2 separate regions of the Salmo salar genome follow, and region 1 is linked to region 2. A link is a contact called in public Hi-C data. All regions are on one chromosome and are shown on one strand. Each heading gives the region's core, a stretch centred on a gene start, on an enhancer-like site or on the middle of the called end of the contact. The rest is flanking DNA. Distances are from core to core; before and after follow the strand shown.

Region 1 (5,592 bases), core at 1,080-3,579, 89 kb after region 2:
GTTAACCACCGACTAAAGCTATGACGTTGAAATGCCTATTTACTCTGTTCCATCTCACTGCACAATCCACTGTCTCATCAGCCCAGCCAGGCAATTTATAAACTTGATCTCAACTTTAAAAAGCATCATCTCCCATTTATTTTAGACTAGCATTTGATTTTCAACAGTGGAGATTTGTATAAACCTTGCTGTCTGTTTCTCCGACATTCGCAACATTGTTTCAAAATTGAAATTCGATCTCCAGCTGTCCCATAGTAATGAACATCCCTGGAGTCGGGAGGAGACAGACAGGCAGGGCAGCTTTTCTCAGCCAGTTGAAATCATGAATTATCTGGCATAATTGTTATGGATATATCAATAGAAAACAGGTAAAACAAAACAAAATGCTGCTAGTTTGATGTCTTTCCAACTTCAGTTTGAAGTGATTGTGGTAGGTGTGTTGTTGGCTAGCTCTTCTGAACAACAGTGTCCTGACAAGAAAGAACATGTTCTATGCCAGGCGAAATTGCGCATCATTAGCTCATTATTATGGATGTATCCAAATAAATGTCACTAGAAAACAGCTTAAACAAACACAAATAAAGCTACTTTGCTGTTATTCTGGCTGAACTGTTTGACGTGACTGTAAGTTAGCCGTAGTTGGCTAGCTAGGAAGCAAGGGATAAGAACGTTGCCAGCCAGTATGGTAATAATACATTTAAAAAGAACGACTGGTTAGTGTCCTTAGATACAGAACAGAAAGACTGAAGGACTGGGTCGCGTGTCTGGCAACCGAACCAATAGAACGACCAGCCGGCTTGGGTAGCAACCCTAGATTTGTGCCAGGGCATATCTTGTGGAAGGATGAAATAGTATGAATAAATTCACCCCAAAAAAGTTTTTTAATGGAAATATGTCAATCATTATTTGAATATGTTGGTAACCCGTTGTATAAAAGTGATATTGCCCTCGAAGCCGGTGTTTGGAGGATATATTGGCACGATTTGCAGGCCCGAGACGAACAACACCGGTGACAATATATCCTCCAAATACCGGCTTCTCGGGCATTATCGGGTAATTATACAACTACTTTTTTTGCCAAAGCAGAGATGCTGGGGGGGGAAATTGTGGCCCTACAGACGTCTATATCTATCCCTAATACTAGTAAAGGCTGGTGCACTACTTTTGTACTATATATATATATATATATATATATATATATATATATATATATAATTTTATTTATTTTCCTTCTTCTGGGTGTGCTGAAGCACTCCTACTTCCCAAGGCTATGGCTGCTACAGTATCTTTTTATTGTTAAGATTATTTCAGGCTGAGAGAAGGGGCATATCAACATGTTTCGAAAACCGTTTTGCAAACGATTATTAACATTTCTAAACATTAAAACACAGCGTCGGATTGTAGTTCACAGGCAACCAACCGTGGGCAGTTATCTACTGAAAACCCTATGAAGAAGCTGATGTCAAACTTGATCTAGATAGACTGTATCACAACCCGCCGTGATTGGGAGTCCCATAGGGCGGCGCACAATTGGCCCAGCGTCTTCCGAGTTTGGCCGGTGTAGGCCATCATTGTAAATAAGAATTTGTTCTTAACTGACTTGCCTAGTTAAATAAAAGGTTAAATACAATTTGCAAATAATGTATAGAAATCCCGCGCTTGAATTCCTTAGCTCGGACAATACTTTCTAAGCTAATAGGCTGCTCGTGTGTAGACTACAGTGAATGCCTTGCGAGTTTATAGCTTACCTTTCATGCAAATAATGCCAATTGAGAGGAAAGTAGCCACCGGTGGCTTTCTGGTGTTGGTAACCTTAGAGTTTGTATTGCCTTCTCGCCGTTGTCGGTCATTCTTCGTAGATAGTTCCATGATTGTAAGCTACTTGGTACTAGCGACTGTAGCGACAAAAGGAAAACAGGGAACTCCGCACGTCAACGTCTGCGCAAAAAGAGCACAACCTATGCAGGTCGAGCAGAAGGTATGGAAGGTATGACAACCTACTTCAACCACCTCTCCGGGAGTACAAAGAGGGAAGACAACCACGTAAAAGAGCACTGTTTAGATATGACTGAATAGTTAGATCAATTTGGAAAACAAGTTTGCCATATATCCCATGTTCTTCTTGTAGTCTGTAATAGAAATGTAGATTGGGAATATTAATCTAGTATTTGCACAATCTTTTGGTTGATTTCGTATTCCACCTCTCTCTTATGAGCCGTCCACCTAGAAATCCGATCAAAAGACCTGTTCAGTCCTGAACCCACATGAGTCTCGATCACCGGTGCCTGGAACTCGTCTTTTTCTCCTACAACGCGCACTCTTACTCACTCCCATTGCCGTCGCTTCCGGTATCTAGGCTGGTAATCGCATGCTAGGGATAAAAAATACAATGCTGCTTCCCTCTGGTTGAAAGTAGCCAGGAGAGATTTGTTCAACGTGTATTAAATAACTTAATTGTTATGGAAACACTATAGCTCCACTGCAAATTATTCAAAATAATTTCCTAAATGTACAGTTTGTATAGCCTAACAAATGATTTTGATTTCTCAGCCAGGCGTAATTCAAAACAATTATTGGTCACATACACGTGTTTAGCAGATGTTATTGCGTGTGTAGTGAAATGCTTGTTACCTAATGTTACCTTTATGCATCCTGGACTTTGGCGATCAAAGGGTCAAGTTTACACTGACAGCCTGTCCACTCTTGGACACTTCTGTAGTAACACGTTCATTACTAGCCTACAAGTTAGGAAAGGCATAAGAATAGAATCTTCTTGATTGGCATTCATCTCATGAATAGACCTTGTGAATCTGTGGCCAATGTGAGTAAGACATGTATGCGGGTTAAGACTAGCAAAGCTGCCGGCCCAGACAGAATCCCAAGCGGAATCCTCAGAGCATGTGCAGACCAGCTGGCTGGAGTGTTTACAGCCTTCTCTCACTATCCCAGTCTGTTGTCCCCACTTGATTCAAGATGTCTACCATCGTTCCTGTACCCAAGAAAGCGAAGGTAACTGAACTAAATGTCTATTCCCCGTAGCACATACTTCTGTAATCATGAAGTGCTTTGAGAGGCTAGTTATGGTCTGAAACCCTCCCTGTGCAACTGGGTCCTGGTCTTCCTGACAGGCCGACCCCAAGTGGTGAAGATAGGCAACAACTCCTCCGCCACGCTGATCCTCAACACAGGGGCCCACAGGGGTGCATGCTCAGCCCCCTCCTGTTCATCCATGACTGCGTGGCCATGTGTAACAGTATAGCTTCCTCCTCCTCGCTCCAACCTGGGCTTAAAACAGGGACCCTCTGCACACATCAACAACTGACACCCCACGAAGCATCATTACCCATCGCGCCACGGCGCTTGCAGAGCAAGGGGAACAACTACTTCAAGGTCTCAGAGCGAGTGATGTCACTGATTGAAACGCTATTAGCGCGCACCACTGCTAACTAGCTAGACATTTCACATCGGTTACACTCACCCCCCTTTTGACCTCCTCCTTTTCCACAGCAACCAGTGATCCGGGTCAACAGCATCAATGTAACAGTTCAGCTTCCGTCCCTCTCCTCCCCCCAACCTGGGCTTGAACCAGGGACCCTCTGCACACATCAACAACTGACACCCACGAAGCATCGTTACCCATCGCGTCACAAAAGCTGCGGCCCTTGCAGAGCAAGGGGAACAATTACTTCAAGGTCTCAGAGCGAGTGACGTCACCGATTTGAAACGCTATTAGCGTGCACCACCGCTAACTAGCTAGCCATTTCACATCGGTTACCATGCACGTCTCCAACTCAATCATCAAGTTTGCTGACAACACAACAGTGGTAGGCCTGATTACCAACAACAATGAGACAGCCTAACAGGAAGGAGGTGAATGCCTTGGCGGAGTGGTGCAAGGGAAATAACCTCTCCCTCAACGTCAACAAAACGAAGGAGCTGATTGTGGACAACAGCAGAGAGAGCACACCCCCACCCACATAGACGGGGCCGCCGTGGAGAGGGTCAAAAGTCTCAAGTTTCTCGGCGCACACATCACTGACGAACTGAAATGGTCCCTTCACACAGACAGTGTGGTGAAGAAGGCACAACAGCGCCTCTTCAACCTCAGGAGGCTGAAGAAATGTGTCTTGGCCGCTAAGACCCTCACAAATGTTTACAGTTGCACCATTGAGAGCATCCTGTTGGGCAGTATCATCGCTTGGTACGTCAACTGCACCGTCAGAGACCACAGGGCTCTCCAGAGGGTGGAGTGGACAGCCCATCGCATAATCTGGGGCACACTGCCTGCCCTCCAGGACATCTACTGCAACCGGTGTCACAGGAATGCCAAGAACATCGTCAAGGACTCCAGCCACCCGAGCCACGGCCTGTTCACCCCGCTACCATCTAGGAGGCGTAGACAGTACAGGTGCATCAAAGCTGGGACCGAGAGACTGATAGAATCTGTTTATCTCCAGGCCATCAGAATGTTTAACAGTCACCACTAGCTGGTCTCCGCCCAGTATCCTGCCCTGAACCTCAGACACTGTCACTAGCCGGCTACCACCCGGTACTCTACCCTGCACCTTAGATCCCACTTCCCTATGTACATATAGTCAACATTGGTCACTTTAATAATGTTTACACACTAATTAACACACTTTATACAGTATTACAGTATATACTGTGTTCTGGTCATGGCTCATGCTATAAATACTGCTATACTCACCTTTTCTATTCACATACTGTTCATAATGTCTATACATACATATATTACTTATATCCTTGAAGATAATTTCCTACAATTCCATACATTTTCCTATGGGGTTTTGTACTGTCTATTTATATAATGTTTTCTCGACATAGCTCATTCTAATATTTCTACTACTGTAGATAGCATTTTAGTTATACTGTTTATACTCACCGCATATTTATTTATATACTGGATTCTTGACATAGCTCACTCTAATATATCTACTGCTATACATATCATGCCTAGGATATCTTGTGTAAATTCATCCGGTGTAGGTACGTATGGATTGCATTCGGATTACTGTTTCAGTGCTATTTGGGTAGGTATTGGATTTTTTCCGACATTTCTTGATTTCTTGTCAATCTTTATTTATTTTATTATTTGTGTACCTAACATTTTTCTGTATTGTTAAGAGCTAGTAAAATAAGCATGTCGCTGCACCCGCTATAACTTCTCAAATCAAATCAAATTGTATTGGTCGCGTAACATATTTTACAGATGTAATCGCAGGTGCAGCTGAATGCTTATGTTTCTATCTCAAACAGTGAAGTATACCTAACAATACAAAACAATACACACAAATCCCCCAAATAAAAATGAAGACATTAAGAAGTATCAGAACAAGCAATGTCAGACCCCGGAATACGAATATATATATAGTTGAAGTCAGAAGTTTACATACACTTAGGTTGGAGTCATTAAAACTTGTTTTCAACCACTCCACAAATTTCTTGTTAACAAACTATAGTTTTGGCAAGTCGGTTAGGACATCTACTTTCTACATGACACAAGTAATTTTTCCAACAATTGTTTTCAGACAGATTATTTCACTTATAATTCACTGTATCACAATTCCAGTG
Region 2 (5,433 bases), core at 651-3,150:
TATTCTAAATATTCTCCCATTGCTTTCATTGACTTATTTCAGCTATCTGAGTTTGGGTTTTTAGTATAGTTGTCTAATGTTGGTGGGGCATATTATTCTGTTTTAATGTTACTTCTGAATCACTACAATAAATATAATAGTTTTTTTTCAGTGTTTTTTTTAACAGAACTGAGACTTACTTTGAAGTGCAAAGTGTAGGAATAAGTCCACAGGTGAAATCAGTCATTGAACATTTATTTGATACAATCGGATGACGTCCGAGGGACAAACCAGGAAGTAGACAAAAACCTCCATGGGACCATGACACAACATCCCAAAAACGTCCATAAGACGTCCTCGGGGACATCCCCGGGACTAGACAAAATCTCCAGTAGACCATGACACAACATCCCAAGAATGTCCTCGGGGACATCCCTGGGACAAACTGGGAACTACACCAAACCTCCATGAGAACAATACACAATGTCCCAAGAACATTTTGTGATGATCCGCGGACATCCAAACGACTCATTATGGTTTACAGGGATGCCCTAATGAACACGACCCTGGTGCTTATATCTCAAAGAGAGGACTGTTCTACACACACAATGTCCACACGGTCAAAATCTACTACAAGCTATTTACATGATAGTGTTAACAGCTCAGACTAAAGCGAAGGCTACATAACTTCACAGATTTCATATCAGACTGAAAATAAAGGCACAATAACCAACATTCCAATATTTTCCAGAATTGGGAGCCAGAGATGGAAGATTAGGAGACTGTACAACAGAAGAGCTCAGCATTCTGTGACCATGCAAACAGTGCCCATTAAACAGACAGTTATTCCAGACCAAGTGGCTCAGTGCTCAGGGGGAGAACCTCAACTGGTGTCAGGCTAAAATCATTCCCCTACAGAGATACAGTAGCTTTGAAAGATCAATATGACTGCTGATAGATTATCCAGGCCGAAGTGGCCCAGTGGACAGGGAAAGAACCGGAACTCAAACTGGAGAGATAGCCTTGAATGATCAATATGACCACTGACCCAGCGCTAGGGGAAAAACCCAGAACTCTAACTTGTGTGATGCTAAAATCCTTCCCCTACAGAGATACTGTAGACTTGAATGAGTAATATGACAGCTCTGAGATGAAGCAGAGTAAGGGAGAGGATAGGGGGTATGGAAAGGGAAGGAGAGGGATGAAGGGGATAGATAGTAGGGGGAGGATGCCTTCACGTCTCCTGCCTCTGAAATAGAGTTGGGCAATATGGGAAAATATCCATATCACGATAATGATAAATTGAACGCTAAGTTTATAACATTCATGTGCACCAGAGTTAGACTTTTTTTTATATTACCCTTAAAACTACAGCTCCTAATTGTAATGTTGTAGCTATCAATTGTCACATAAATAATATTAGCAAACCTATTTCATTTTAAACTTCAATTATCTTTAGTAAGGCCCTATAGGTTATTTATCATAATGAACGATAACAGCAAAATATCCACAATGCTATTAACTGGTTTGGTTTTGTCAGTGTCGTTAATTCTAGGTTTATCGTACCAGCTCTACTCTGAAATAACAATCTGTGAGGATTAGCACTGCCAACGGTTTAAACAGAGAGTGAAGGAAGATGAGAGGAAAGACACAGTTAGCATCAGGAAGCAGAGACAGAGTGTTGTGACCTGTGGTTAGCTCTGCAAAACTAACCATCAGCTAGGGACAGTCAGAGACACTACGGGCTGCTGAGATCAGGCACTAGAACAATAAGTCTTCAGAATGGCAGAAGATGCTATTCGCATCAGTGGTGGTGATAACTGATGCTTCCCTCAGTGGTGTTGTTTGGCAGCAGATGGACTATGAATATCCTTGGCTGCCTGTCCTGGTCCTGGCCTCAAATTTGTTCTTTCTGTCTCTCTAGGTCTGTCCCTTCCCCCTCTTTCTCTGCAGGCTGACATGGCTCATGTGTGCACCTGGGCTCCGGCCAGATCTATGTGCCAACAACGAGATGTGTGAAGCAGGTAGAAAGGAGGAAGGAAATAAGGAAGAAGAGAGGAGGAAGAATATAGGGAATAGCGAAGCAGAGAGAAAGAACGAAGGAGGAGAAAGATCAGCGGAGAAATGTAGAGAATAGTAAAGAGGGTAGAAAGAAGGTCAGGAGGGGAGGAAGAGAGAGGACTAGAGGTATGTAACTGGGGAAGAGAGGAGTCTGAATTCCTCATTTCCTTCATTCTGCTGCCAGCGAATCTTTTGCCTCAGAGAGACATTTGGGCTTTTTGGTGATGAGGGGGAGGGCGGGGTGTCTGTAATACCCATTAGTCTGGCACTATCTTAAAAGGATAGGGGAGACTGGAGGAGGCTGGGTAGGTTGGGGGGGGTGCTTGGGAGGATAAAAATATCCCCAGCCTGTACACTTGTCTATTCCAGTACAGCCTTATTTTAAGTCAATCCAAAGTCAGACTATTGCCATACACATCAAACAAACACCTAATATGTCTTCAGTTGCATAATTAAAAACAGTGAGATAATGACTTAAATTCCTGTGAGCGCACCAATATTAGCTCACTGATCTAGTGCCAGAGACAGGTTGGGAGTGAAAGGATGGCTGAATGGGCATGGGGAGTGTCAGGGAGATGGAGCTCCTTGGAAAGATTAACTGTAGGGTTTGCACACACACATGCACAAACTCACACACTCACACACACACACACACACTCAGCTCTGGGCCAGATATTCCTCCACTCAAGCTGCAGGATCCTCCGTGGTGAAATATGTTCCTCCATTCCACTAATGCATAAGAGCCTCATACTGTAACCTGAATATGACAGATCAACCAACTTCTCCTGCACAGACACTGTTCACATACAAACGACACCAACACACCTCCCCCTTTCAACTAGGCCTTACACATCACTATGGTAACAATCCGGCAGGAAAACAGCCCCACCCCCCTGCCTCCTCGTTATCAGTTTTCTTAAAAACCCTCTCTAACCCCTGTGGCATAAGCACATTTTCAACAACCAATGGAATTATTGAAGTGATCAGAAGGCAATATTCATTGTTTTCCTGAGAATGAATGCTCACTCCCGGCATCCCTGCATACTTCCCAGTACACCACTGGGGCCGATCTCCCTGCCATCAAGGACCTCTATACCAGGCGATGTCAGAGGAAGGCCCTAAAAATTGTCAAAGGCTCCAGCCACCCAAATCATAGACTGTTCTCTCTGCTACTGCATGGCAAGTGGTACCAATGCACCACGTCTGGAACCAACAGGATCCTGAACAGCTTCTATCCCCAAACCATAAGACTGATAAATAGTTAGTTAAATAGTTAACCAAATAGCTACCCGGACAATCTGCATTGACCCTTTTTTGACTCATGACATACGCTGCTGCTACTGTTTACTCTCTGACACTTTATTCCTAGTTATATGTACAGTACATATCTACCTCAATTACCTATTACCCCTGCACATTGACTCGGTACTGGTACTGCTTGTAAATAGCCAAGTTATCGTTACTCATTGTGTATCTATTGTTACTTTTATTATAACGCATTTTACTTTTCTATTATTTTCTTTCTCTCTGCATTGTTGGGAAGTAAGTAAGTCCACACCTGTTGTTTATGAAGCATGTGACAAATAACATTTTATTTTATTTTATTTGAGTGGGCCTGTTAGGGGAGCAGGGTCATAGTGGGGCTCAATAAATAAACAAGACATGGCATTCAATATTCAGACCTGGGGGGTGGGAAGGTAAGGGAAGGCACTCAAGTGTTTTCCCATCCTCATTTTCTATTAGGAATCCAGGGTCGTTCATTCCACCAAACAGAAGAAAACCGACTACAACAGGGACAGACTTGTCCAATATGAAACTCTCATTTTGTACTTCTCATTGCAAAACGCCAGATTGAACACAACCCGGGAGGAAAACACGGGTAGCCTCTGATGAGTGTGGGTCTGTGGAGATTTAAGGCTGACGTCTCTGTCACACCCACACACACAAACACACACACGTAGATGCTGCGTCTGGCTGGACCAAATCAAACAAACCTGGAGGCCAGACATTTTCCAGGCAGCTCTGCGGTCATACAATGCAGGCTCTCTTCCTAGAAGAGCCTGGCTGGATCCGGTGAGTAAGCAGCACTGTGCAGTCATAAAAGCTTAATTACCCAGAACCCCCTGCCGTCTAAACCTGAGTGGGGCTCTACAGGCATGATAATGACTTCCTGTCCAATGAGAGGATGAAGATTGGTCAACAGGGGTAAAAGTGCTATAGGGCTGTTAAGGTGACAGTACATGGACTGAGAAGTCCACAAGAAGTCCTCTGCTCCAGCCTCTTCAACCGCTGTATGTGTATGTCTCTTTCGGAGGGGTTGGAGTAAGTTTCTACTGGACATCAGTGTACATTGGACAATAAATGCATCTTCTTCTTCTTCTTATAATCAACTACCAACTAGTGAACAGTTAAGGATTCCTCAACATAACACGTTAACGCTTTGTTAGTGTGTGTATGCATCTTTATACATCTTGTGTAAGTGGTGAACTAAGCAATTTTGTAAAGTGCTTTTTTGTAGGTAACTTGATAGTGCTAATGCTGACAAATATTCTGATGAGGGCCTTTCAGAGATCATTAGGTAAACGCAGCAAACGCATTTCAGCAAGTGCTATAATAACGTGTGTGAGAAACCTATGGAGGATAAAAGATAGGTGCCGGGGCCAGACTGTGACCTAATGAATGTGGCCAGTGCTGGGTGTATGCTATGACTCCTTGATCAATGAAAAGATCCAAAAGGGAGTAACGCGTGGGAAACACAAGGAACTAACTCTGCATTTTAAGAGAATAAAAGCTGACATCAAAAGCCTTCTATTGTGTGTGTGTTTGGGGGGGGTTGTACGCGTGTGTGTTTGTGAGCATCTGGCAATAGCTTTCCTACAGTATGTAGAAGAGAGGAATCCCTCTTTGTAAAAAAAAAAACAGAATGCACGTAGCAACAGTTGTGCTTCTTCGCTGTTCTCCAATGAATTTGAAGACATCTAATAGACCAAAAAAATCCTGCTTTATTCGTGGGAACAGCACTTTTAAGATGTGATGCATATCATTTTGGTAACTAAAGTACTGATTTATTATGCATTATTAGGCATGTGACATTTCCAGGTTATCAAATCATTTGAATACCAGAGGTAAAATCAGATCTATGGCCACAGGCGGACCCCCATTTGTGAATGCCACTGTGTGATGGCATTTCTTTGATTAGTATAAAGAGTATCTAACATTTGCTTTAAAACTCGATGAATGACGGATAGAGAGAGGAGGGAGGGAGAGAGCGACAGTGATAGCGAGAGAGGACAGAGAGAGAGAGAGAGAGAGAGAGAGAGAGAGAGAGAGAGAGAGAGAGAGAGAGAGAGAGAAGCATCAGTCAGACCCTAAAGACCCTCTTTATCCCTACCA

What was found. A called contact is a pair of places that touch in the nucleus more often than the background predicts.
Region 1: a Hi-C map of muscle shows a contact between it and region 2, with 3 times the contacts expected there. The contact joins the promoter of ptk7b here to the enhancer-like site in region 2. A contact is called at or near these places in 2 of 3 Hi-C or Micro-C datasets (gill and muscle).

Annotation. Positions count from the first base shown.
Region 1 is chrssa18:4,415,783-4,421,374 of Ssal_v3.1, forward strand. It overlaps ptk7b (protein tyrosine kinase 7b), which reads right to left and starts at 2,330. Exons shown (of 20, transcript XM_045700655.1): 1 at 1,749-2,330. The coding sequence starts at 1,869.
Region 2 is chrssa18:4,327,386-4,332,818 of Ssal_v3.1, forward strand. All of the region lies in intron 1 of ptk7b (protein tyrosine kinase 7b), which reads right to left. Among protein-coding and RNA genes, the nearest start is that of ptk7b, 88 kb to the right of the region's middle. Within about 2 kb of position 1,901, at least 1 of the 13 cell types and tissues checked has an H3K27ac peak or open chromatin away from gene starts, as enhancers often do. A contact at or near this core is called in muscle, where this site is marked.